Linked DNA regions of Mus musculus: region 1 is linked to region 2. A link is a contact called in public HiChIP or PLAC-seq data. All regions are on one chromosome and are shown on one strand. The core of a region is the stretch at or near the end of the contact, and the rest is flanking DNA. Distances in the headings are between cores, read along the strand shown. Region 1 holds the start of Pdcd2l (programmed cell death 2-like). Region 2 has its middle 44 kb from the start of Scgb2b26.

Evidence for each region. HiChIP or PLAC-seq counts read pairs in DNA pulled down with a chosen protein or histone mark.
Region 1: a contact with region 2 is called in an H3K4me3 HiChIP or PLAC-seq map of the 230-238 cell line, with 18 read pairs. The contact joins the promoter of Pdcd2l here to the enhancer-like site in region 2. A contact is called at or near these places in 2 of 15 datasets of contacts at CTCF or cohesin (large pre-B cells and pro-B cells), 2 of 484 Hi-C or Micro-C datasets (both in embryonic stem cells), 6 of 115 datasets of contacts at active chromatin or transcription factors (the 230-238 cell line, bone marrow-derived macrophages, embryonic stem cells and 2 more) and 3 of 9 other capture datasets (adipose tissue, embryonic stem cells and liver).

The regions. Positions count from the first base shown.
Region 1 is chr7:34,194,784-34,200,146 of GRCm38.p6, reverse strand. It overlaps Pdcd2l (programmed cell death 2-like), which reads left to right and starts at 3,477. Exons shown (of 7, transcript NM_026549.4): 1 at 3,477-3,611; 2 at 3,709-3,875; 3 at 4,021-4,081. The coding sequence starts at 3,504.
Region 2 is chr7:33,898,032-33,903,625 of GRCm38.p6, reverse strand. No RefSeq gene overlaps it. Among named protein-coding and RNA genes, the nearest start is that of Scgb2b26, 44 kb to the left of the region's middle. Within about 2 kb of position 2,590, at least 22 of the 459 cell types and tissues checked have an H3K27ac peak or open chromatin away from gene starts, as enhancers often do. A contact at or near this core is called in the 230-238 cell line, adipose tissue, bone marrow-derived macrophages and 1 more, where this site is marked.

The DNA.
Region 1 (5,363 bases), core at 2,228-4,727, 300 kb before region 2:
GGGGCTCAGAACTGAACAAAGAATTCTCACCTGAGGAATACCGAATGGCAGAGAAGCACCTGAAAAAATGTTCAACATCCTTAATCATCAGGGAAATGCAAATCAAAACAACCCTGAGATTCCACCTCACACCAGTGAGAATGGCTAAGATCAAAAATTCAGGTGACAGCAGATGCTGGCGAGGATGTGGAGAAAGAGGAACACTCCTCCATTGTTGGTGGGATTGCAGGCTTGTACAACCACTCTGGAAATCAGTCTGGCGGTTCCTCAGAAAATTGGACATAGTACTACCGGAGGATCCAGCAATACCTCTCCTGGGCATATATCCAGAAGAAGCCCCAACTGGTAAGAAGGACACATGCTCCACTATGTTCATAGCAGCCTTATTTATAATAGCCAGAAACTGGAAAGAACCCAGATGCCCCTCAACAGAGGAATGGATACAGAAAATGTGGTACATCTACACAATGGAGTACTACTCAGCTATTAAAAAGAATGAATTTATGAAATTCCTAGCCAAATGGATGGACCTGGAGAGCATCATCCTGAGTGAGGTAACACAATCACAAAGGAACTCACACAATATGTACTCACTGATAAGTGGATACTAGCCCAAAACCTAGGATACCCACGATATAAGATACAATTTCCTAAACACATGAAACTCAAGAAAAATGAAGACTGAAGTGTGGACACTATGCCCCTCCTTAGAAGTGGGAACAAAACACCCATGGAAGGAGTTACAGAAACAAAGTATGGAGCTGAGATGAAAGGATGGACCATGTAGAGACTGCCATATCCAGGGATCCACCCCATAATCAGCTTCCAAATGCTGACACCATTGCATACACTAGCAAGATTTTACTGAAAGGACCCAGATGTAGCTGTCTCTTGTGAGACTATGCCGGGGCCTAGCAAACACAGAAGTGGATGCTCACAGTCAGCTAATGGATGGATCACAGGGCTCCCAATGGAGGAGCTAGAGAAAGTACCCAAGGAGCTAAAGGGATCTTCAACCCTATAGGTGGAACAACATTATGAACTAACCAGTACCCCTGAGCTCTTGACTCTAGCTGCATATGTATCAAAAGATGGCCTAGTCGGCCATCACTGGAAAGAGAGACCCATTGGACACGCAGACTTTGTGTGCCCCGGTACAGGGGAACGCCAGGGCCAAAGGGGGGGAGTGGGTGGGTAGGGGAGTGGGGGTGGGTGGGTAAGGGGGACTTTTGGTATAGCATTGGAAATGTAAATGAGCTAAATACCTAATAAAAAATTGAAAAAAAAAAAAAAAAAAAACTACACTCAAGTCACCTGAGTTTCATCTATGAAACCTATATAAAGGTGGATGGGGTGAGCTGATGTCACATGTATTGTGGCAGGCACATACTCAGTAATGGGATGTATATGGTACTTACTTGAGATTAGCCTGGGCTGAGTGAGCAAGTTCCAGACTTGTCTAGCTATACAGTGGAAACGTGTCTCAAGAAAAGGGTGGTAGGTCACAGTAGGGTCTCAGATATAGGTCAGTGGTAGCGCATGCTCAAAGATTGGGTTCAATCTATCATGTGGACACACTTGTGGGGTAAAGTTTCTCCAAGTTTCAAGTGCTTGACTTGTGTCCAGCAGGTGGCACTATTGGTAAGTGGTGGAAAGTAGGTGGGGCTCAGTTGGAGAAAAATGTCTCCCTTGAGAGGGAAAGACATGACTTTGAGAGATTTGCTGCAGACTCTTCTTTCCCTGTATCCTGGCTGCTACCTTTGTGGAAATGACACAAACTAGAAGAGTGCACCGGATTCCATTACAGATGGTTGTAAGCCACCATGTGGTTGCTGGGATTTGAACTCGGGACCTTTGGCAGAGCAGTCAGTGCTTTTAACCACTGAGCCATCTTTCTAGCCCATTTCTAAAATTCTCACACTGCTATGGTTTCTCAAAGTAGTCAAACTCACATGTGCTTTCTGTTTCTGGGATTAAACACTTGTGGAGGAAAGGGTTACTTTGGCTTATAATTTCCGGTCATGATCTATTATTGAGGGAAGTCCTAGAAAGAGCCAATGAGCAACTGCTTGCTGGATTGCTCCCTGGCTCTGTGTGTGTGTGTGTGTGTGTGTGTGTGTGTGTGTGTGTGTGTGTGTGTGTGTTTAGGACACAGGATAACCTCACATGTGATTCCTCTGGTCCAGTCAGTCCTTTTTTTTTAATTTATTTTTTTATAAAGACAGTGTCTCAGTAGCCTGAAAGTTACTGATCAGGTTGGTTGATCCAGTCCCAATTTCAGGGTTTATTTGCTTTTGAGATACTCTCAAGCCAGAGCTGGGTTGAGTTTCACTATTTAGTCCAAACTATAACCAGAGTTCACCCTTACCTGGCAATACATGCTTTTCAAATGTGCTTATTTTTTTTATTTTAGTAAAACTCATCACTAAAATTTTTCTTATTTTGGTTTTTTGAGACAGGGTTTCTCTGTGCAGTCCTGGCTGTCCTGAAACTCACTCTGTAGACCAGGCTGGCCTTGGACTCAGAAATCCACCTGCCTCTGCCTCCCAAGTGCTGGGATTAAAGGCATGAGCCACCACTGCCCGGCTAAACTTTTTATTATTTACTTTAATGTGCACCATGTGTATTCCTGCTGTCCACAGACTCCAGAAAAAAGAATTGGCATTGGTTCCCCTCCTGCCTACCCTCTGCAAACTGGAGTTGTAAGCAGTTGAGTAACCTATGTACATGCTCAACATTTTTATTTTGTTTTGTTTTTCCATACAGGGTTTCTCTGTGTAACAGTCCTGGTTGTCCTGGACTTGTTTTGTAGACTGCTGGCCTCGAACACATAGAGGTTACACAACCCCGCTGTGGCATATGCTCAAATCTTCAGTCTTCATATGTATTTTAAATGTATCTGTCAAAATTAAGGACTTTGGGGGGCTGGAATGATGGCTCAGGAATTAAGAGCTCTTTCAGAGGACCCAGGTTCAATCCCACCACTCACAGGACAGTTCATAATTAACTGAAACTCCAAGAACTGACACCCTCACACAGACCTACATGCAGGCAAAACACCAATGCACATAAAATAAAAAAATAAATGATTATTTTTTAAAATGTAAGGACTTTTTGTTTGTTTTTTTCGAACAGGGTTTCTCTGTATAGCCCTGGCTGTCCTGGAACTCACTCTGTAGACCAGGATGGCCTCGAACTCAGAAATCCACCTGCCTCTGCCTCCCGAGTCCTGGGATTAAAGGCGTGCGCTACCACACCCGGCTTATTTTATTTTATTTTTGTTATGTTTCTTGTTGTCTGCCAATACCGTCATCCTGTTTCCAGTTGTCAACGTCTAGTTAAACCTCTTTGTAGATCCTATCAAGATATCAGAGATAAAACAGGTGGTCTCCGTCCAGGACCCCTTTGGGGCGGAGTCGGGGAGGAGCAGGCGGCGCGCGTGCGCAGATAACACTCTCTGTCGGCCACCGTAGCTCGCGCTGTCACGTGGGAGCCCAGTAGTTATGGCGGCCGTCAGGAAGCCTGTACTGCTGGGACTTCGAGACACGGCGGTGAAGGGCTGCCCCAAAGGGCCCTCCGCCTGGACCTCTAGCAAGCTGGGTGGCGTTCCGGTGAGTGCGGCTGCGATGTCTTGGCGGGGCCGCGTGGAGGGTGTCCGGGCGGGAGCGGCGTGGGTCCCGGGGGTCTGAGCTGCAGCCTGCTCCTCAGGACGCCCTGCCGGCCGTTACCACTCCGGGGCCGCAGTGTGGCCGCTGCGCACAGCCGCTCACGCTCGTCGTGCAGGTGTACTGCCCGCTGGACGGCTCCCCGTTCCATCGGCTTCTGTACGTGTTCGCCTGTGCTCGTCCAGGCTGCGGCAACAGCCAGACGCGCAGGTAGGCGGGGAAGTCCTGTCGTGAAGTCTGGTCCCAGGACGGGGCGGGATGGGGCGGGATGGGGCGGGCCGAGGCGGGCCGGGTGACACTCGGTGGGGCTGGATGTCCAGGGTGGAGCCCTCACTGTGTCTGTCTTGCCTCTAAGCTGGAAGGTGTTCCGTTCCCAGTGCCTGCAAGTGCCAGAGAAAGAGACTTGGAACGCGCAGGTAAAGCGATTCTGATTGGCACACTATGTTTTTCAATAATTTGAGGATCGTTTACAGCAACTTGTCTCCCCTCTCTAGCCCAAGCTGGCCTTTAACTCTCATAAATTTGTTGGCTTAAATCTTCCCTAGTCCTGTGATAACTGCTATGAATCACCACATCCTATTTAAGACAGCTAAAAAGAAGATTTATTTATTTACTGTATGTATGAGTGCTCTATCTGTATGTACACCTGCATGCCAGAAGAGGGCATCAGACTCAGTATAGATGGTTGTGATGAGGTTGTTGGGAATTGAGTTCAGGACCTCTTGAAGAGCGAGCCTTCTCTCAGTCCCTTAAGACAGTTTTTTAAAAGATTGCTTTTGGAGGCTGGAGTGATGTTTCGGTAGCTAAGATTGCTTGTTGCTCTTTCAGAGGACTCAGGATCAAATTTCAGCACTCAGGTGGCAGTTCAAAATTACCTGTAACTCCAGTTCCAGGGGTTCCAATGCTTTCTTCTGGCCTCACTGGCACCAAGCACACTGTGGTGAACAGACATACATGCAGGGAAAACACCCATATACGTGGAATAAAAGTGAATCTAGGCCAAGTGGTGGTAGCACGTGTCTTTAAGCCCAGCACTCGGGAGACAGAAGCAGGTGGATTTCTGAGTTCAAGGCCAGCCTGGTCTACAGAGTGAGCTCCAGGACAGCCAGGGCTACACAGAGAAACCCTGTCAGGAAAACAATTGTTTAAGTGTGTGCTTCACACGTGTGTGTCAGAGCCTTTGAGGCTGGAGTTACAGGTGTTTTGAGAGCTGCTTAATGTAGGTGCTGAGCCATCTCCCTGCCCCTAATACCAAACTTTTAAACATGCTTCTTTGCTGCCGTGGAATGAACTTTAGTCTTTCAGAATCATCAAATGCTATTCCCTCAGTTTTCTGGCTTTTTCTTAAGATTTTACTTTTTTTTTTTTAAGTTTATTTATTATTACAAATAAGTACACTGTAGGTGTCTTCAGATGCCCCTGAAGAGGATGTTGGATCTCATTATGGGTGGCTGTGATCCACCATGTAGTTGCTGGGATTTGAACTCAGGACCTTCTGAAGAGCAGTCATTTCTCTTACCTGCTGAGCCATCTCGCCAGCCCCCAAGATTTTACTTTCCAGTTTACATATATGCATGTGACCATCAGTGCAGGTGTCTGTGGAGATAGTGGATCTCCTGGGCTGCCTGATATGGGTGATGGGAATTGAACCTAGTCCTCTGGAAGAGCAGCCAGTACTCTTAAATACCAAGTCAAGTA
Region 2 (5,594 bases), core at 1,341-3,840:
CTGCCATATTTCAAACTGTGATGATACTTCTGAAATTGTAAGATTCCCCAGTAAAATGCTTTCTTTTATAAGAGTTGTCTTGGTCATACTGTCTCTTCACAGCAATGAAATGCTATGGCATTAACGTCGAGGAGAAGAGACTTGTCTATCTGCCAGTAATTAGTGCTTAGACCTGGAGGCCATCTGGCAAGATTGACCAAATAATCCAGTTTGTCATAGCACTAGTAACCTATCCCTGAGCACCCAGTCTGGGCTGAAATAGATGAAGAATACTCTAAAGATGATAAATATTTTGGATAGAATGCTTAAGAGTTTACAAAGATATAGTAGGGAAAGTGACCTGTGGATTGATATCTACAATGAAAGATTCCAGTTAGTTTGAGAAAGACCCTGAGAAGGGCATTCAAATACTCAGCAAAGCAGGACTCTGTGGAAAATTGATGCATATCACCACCTGGTGTTCACTTGTTGCAGTTACTGAGTTTCCATAGTTTGCTTAATCAAAAGCTTTTGAAGTATATTTATAGGGGTATTCTGCTCCACATTAGCCTTTATATCCCCTGAATAAAAGACACAGTAATCTGGTACTTTTATTAAACCACTGCCAGCCTAGACTGTGCAGGTTCTGAGCTACTCTAATCTACATCACAGCCATAGGTCCCGAATTACTTGTTGTTTGAGTCTTGCCCAGCTTACTCTCTTCCTTGTGTGTCCTCAGGGTAAGTTTCTCTTAGCCATGTGCACATGGTCCATCCTGATTCATAGCAACCTTCTTCTTCTTCTGCCTCTTCTGTGGTCCCTACCTGAGACTGCCCTTCTCAATCTCAAGTTCTGTCTTCCTTTCTCTCCCGCCCAGGCACAGGCCCTAGTCTTTTATCAACCAATCAAAGATTATTGGAGAGCTTTCTTTAAAGAACATTGATCAATACTTTGCTGGTATTCGGCACAGAACTCAGCATCTGAGTACACAGTGGACAGAACCAACCACAATAGAAAGTGTCTAGTTAATCTGTAAAGAAGTATTTATAAATCTAAAAAGTAAATTAAAATGAAACCCAGTGACAGGAGAGATGGCTCAGTGGTTAAGAACAGTGACTGCATTTCGAGAGAACGGTTCAGTTCCCAGCATGCACATGACTGCTCACATATGAAGGAAATCCAGCACTCTCTTCTGGCTGCCATGATCACTGCACACATATGGTTCACAGACATATATAAATGCAACACACACACACACACACACACACATACACACACACACATAAAATAATCTAAAAAATCCTTGGCATGACTCCTCAGTGAGTTACTGGAACTCTGACTTCTTTCTCTCAGATATTAAATTTTCATAATAAAAAATTATTCGTGTGAGAGCTACCTTGTCCAGTCCAATGATAGGGTTGCATAAGTTCAGATCTCCACCATGATGTCCTCTACTTAAAGTAATGATCTTTTCACAGGTTTCCATGGCTATAGAACCATGTAAGAACAATGCATTGATGAGCAGGTGTTTTATCAGCTATTCCCATATGTATGTTCCATTCATCTGACTACTAAATTGTATGCTGGGGCTTCACAACTCCCCTGTGGATTCTGGAGTCTGGAGTCCAGACCAGGTGTTATGTGGATTTACCCCATTGATAAAATGTTCTGTAGGAGGTGTTAAAAACACTGGGCATACACAAGTGCCTAGAGGCAAGACTGCATTGTGTCTCATGTTTTACAGGTCCAGTCAGGCAGGATACAAGACTCAGGTCCAGAATGCAAATGAGGAACTGAGTTTTTATTGTGAGGGAATTGGGAACCATGCATACTTTAAAGTAGAGTGAAGATCTAGCAACTCCAATCAGGTTGGGGATAGCTCAAATATTGCTTCTCAATTCAGCTGCAAGGAAAGAGCCATCAGCTGGCATTTGGAATGGTGCAGATTTTGGCTGTGGAGCACATGTGACCAAAATGCTTCCAGCAACTTGACCAACCTTGATACCTTAAGAACAAAAGATGTCTGGGTGAGTGTACACAAGAGGTAAGTTTTGGAGGTAAGATCTTTGCTGGCCAGAGAGGGTGTGTGGGTCCTTCTTTCTAGGCCCAAAGTTGAGATGACATTTATTTGTGCACACACTTTGTTTGTGGGTAGCATAGGCTTCACTTGGAGCAGGAGTGAGTAATAGACAGGTGTCATTGGCCTCAAGTCTCCAGTGAGGTGAGCTAGGGAGAAGGGAGCCAGGAGAGCAGGATGGTAGTTATTGTGTATAGGTTTACAGTGGATAGGCTATAGGGACAATGCTTTCTTTTGCATGGTGGAGAATGTGGCCATTGAGAATGTGGCTGTGGACCTTTGCCAGGCATAGCAGAAGCTTCTGAATGAGTCAAGGATGCCGCGGACTATGCAGTGGGAATTCCACCTAAGTGGTCAGGAACCCAAGGTGACTGGAACCAGGTTGGGAATAGGATCGGCATGACAGACAGACAAGCACTCAATGGTGAAGCTGCTGCTGCAAAATCTTTACCTCAGGGTTCAGATTATATACACAATCAAGAAGGAACAATTTTCTCTTGACAAATCACATATCTTAGTTCCTCTTTAAACCTAACACAAGTATAGCTTACTAGGAAATTAAATCACCCATTGGCGCCCACCTGTGGTTTTGCTGCCAGACTGAACTTTCATATTGACTCAAGAATCTTATAACCTTTTATTTACTACTCTAATGATCTTATTCAACAGCACATGCAATCCCAATCTAAACTTTATAATATTTCTTGCTTATTTCTTTTATTACCAAATATGTCTACTCCTGGCTATCTAGGAGTAAGTATCTCCAAATGATAGGAAAACATACATCTGCCACCTCAAGGTCCACTGTTGCTCATCTGTTAAGGCATACCAAGGAGCCCTACTTCTTATTCTTTCCCATAGACTTAATTCTGAATATCTCATTTTCCACAATCCATCTGATTAAGTTCTTATCATAAATTCCAGTCCATGGAAGTGGAGCATTTGTTGGATTAAACTTGTAAGGTCCATGATATCTAGGTACTTCCCACTATCCTCTACTCAGCTTCACAAGAACTGACTAATCACCCCCCCTTTCACTGTTAGTCCTAATTCCTATAAATTCTGGATTTCTTCATCCTGTATAGTTTCTCTTTTACATCTGACAATTTTATTAATGCCTAAATCTAATTGTTGTATTAAATTAATGACAGCGCCCAAAATCATATTTTCTCTTTGCAAGATCTGCAAAATCAATTGTGCTGTTTCAGACAAAATCTCTAGTGGGATGACATTGCGAGCAATTCCAATCAGATTCTCATCTATTTTTGCTACATACACCAGCTCTGTGGTTGAGGACACTGAGGTTGAAGCACCCAGCACAGTTTCCTGTCTAGTACTTTCAGTTCCTGAAACAGCTAAAGATACATCTTTCCAAATCACAAAATTCTTTGTATCAGCAACTGCCATCCAGCCAAGCATGCCAGAAGGGGACATGGGACGGGCAGACTGCCAGGGACCTCCAGGAGACCTAGCTCCACAGAGCACAAATCTCAGTGAATGGTTACCATTCAAGGAGTTTTTCTTTCATTGCTACACAGATTCCATTGGAGTTGGTGTGGCACAAGGAGACTCCTTTACTATGAAATGATGCATGAGCACTTTAGTATTGTGGCCTCAGATTCCTTTACATACTCCTGCCTAGGGCGGGCACTTCCTTTTCTTCAGGGATCATACTTTTCTCTTTGGTTTTTCAGGACAGGATTTCTCTGGTTAGCCATGGCTTTTCTAGAACTCACACTGTAGATCAGGTTGGACCTCAACTCAGAGATCAACCTGCCTCTGGCTTCTGAGTGCTTTTTATCAAGGATTGTTCTTGTTGTGTGTCTTAGTTAGGGTTTTATTGCTGTGGTAAGATACCATAATCATGTCAATTTTAATATAGGCAAACACTTAATTAGGGCTGGTTTATTCTTTCAGAGGTTGAGTTCAATGTCAAGGTAGGAAGTAAGGCAGTGTGCAGGCAGACATGGTGCTGGAGAAGGAGCTTAGACTTCTACATCTTGATTCTAAGACATCCAGGAGTGGACTGGCTTCTTGAGGTAGCCAGGAGGCAGGTCTCTTTGGCACTGGATGGAGGATGAGCGCTAGGACATTTCAAATCCCACCTACAGAGTGAAACATTTCCTCCAAGAAGACCACTCTTATTCCAATCAGGTTAAGCCTCCTAATAGTCACAATTTCCATGGTGAAGCATATTTAAACCACTGTTGGTGTCAGTGTGTAATGTGTTCCCTTGTCCCCTCTCCTTAAGGTTTCCCAGGACTGATAAAGTCAGTATCTCTGGAGAGTACTGACCCATAGCTGTGAGATGCTTCTTTGTGGTTTAAAATCAATTTTTTATTATCTTTAATTTTTTTACAGTCCAGTCATTATTCCCTTCCCATCCTGCCCTCCAAACAGTTCATCCTCATCCTCCTCCCCCATCTCCAAAAGAATGTCCCCAACCCCACACATCCCCACACCCTTTCAGGCTTCCCCATTCCCTGAGGTCTCAAGGCTCTTAAGGGTTAGGTGTGTCTTCTATCATTGAGGCCAGATGAGACAGTCCTCTTATATGTACTTGTTGGGTGCCTTAGACCAGCTAGTGTATGCTGCCTGGTTGGTGGCTCAGTATCTGAGTGATCTCAGGGGCCTGGGTTAGATGTCCCACAACAGAAGAATAGATATAGAAAATGTGATTCATTTACACAATGGAATACCATTCAACTATTAAGATGGAGGACATTATGAGTTTTACAGGGCAAATGGATGGAGCTAGAAATTATCACTTGAGTGAGATATCTCAGACATAAAAGGACATGCATGGTTTATACTCACTCATAAGTGGATATTGGCCAAAAATGTACAAAATACCCAGGAAACAGTCCACAGACTAAAACCTTTTATAATCTACTTTTATGAGAGAGAGAGAGAGAGAGAGAGAGAGAGAGAGAGAGAGAGAGAGAGAGAGAGAGAGAGAGAGAATGGATTGGGGAAGGGATAAGTGTAAACATTGGAGTCAGAGTTGGTTCTCCTTGGCCAACTGATAGGTCTTGGGATTCAACTCAGATCATCAGGCTTAGTAACCAGCATCTTTTTTTTTTTCTCCCACTGAGAAAACTCTACAGTTTTGATGTTTCCTTTTCTATGGTCTAATAGTGGGGCTTGTCCCAAGATACCATTCTATTTTTACCTTCCTTACCTTTCTAACAAACATGGATGTACCTTCCAGAGTTCATGTAGTCATCCAGTGGAGTGAGAGCAGTTGTGATATGGGACACAACACGACAGGCATACACAAGGCATTCCTTAGGTGAGTCTGGATGAAGAGTGTTTGACTGTGTTGTAATGTTCCAGAAACCTTTCCAGTGGCCCTTTGGGGTCTTCCTGGCAAGGAAAAGTTGGCACCACAATTCATTTTGCACCTTCAAGCCCCATTTGAAGTAGAAACTTCAGGGTTCTTGGAAAGTCAATTGTATTGGATGGTGTTACACTCAGGCAAAAACCTGAAGGAAGGTTGTGCTGAACTAAACACAGGTGAAAGCCTAAGGCAGACTTA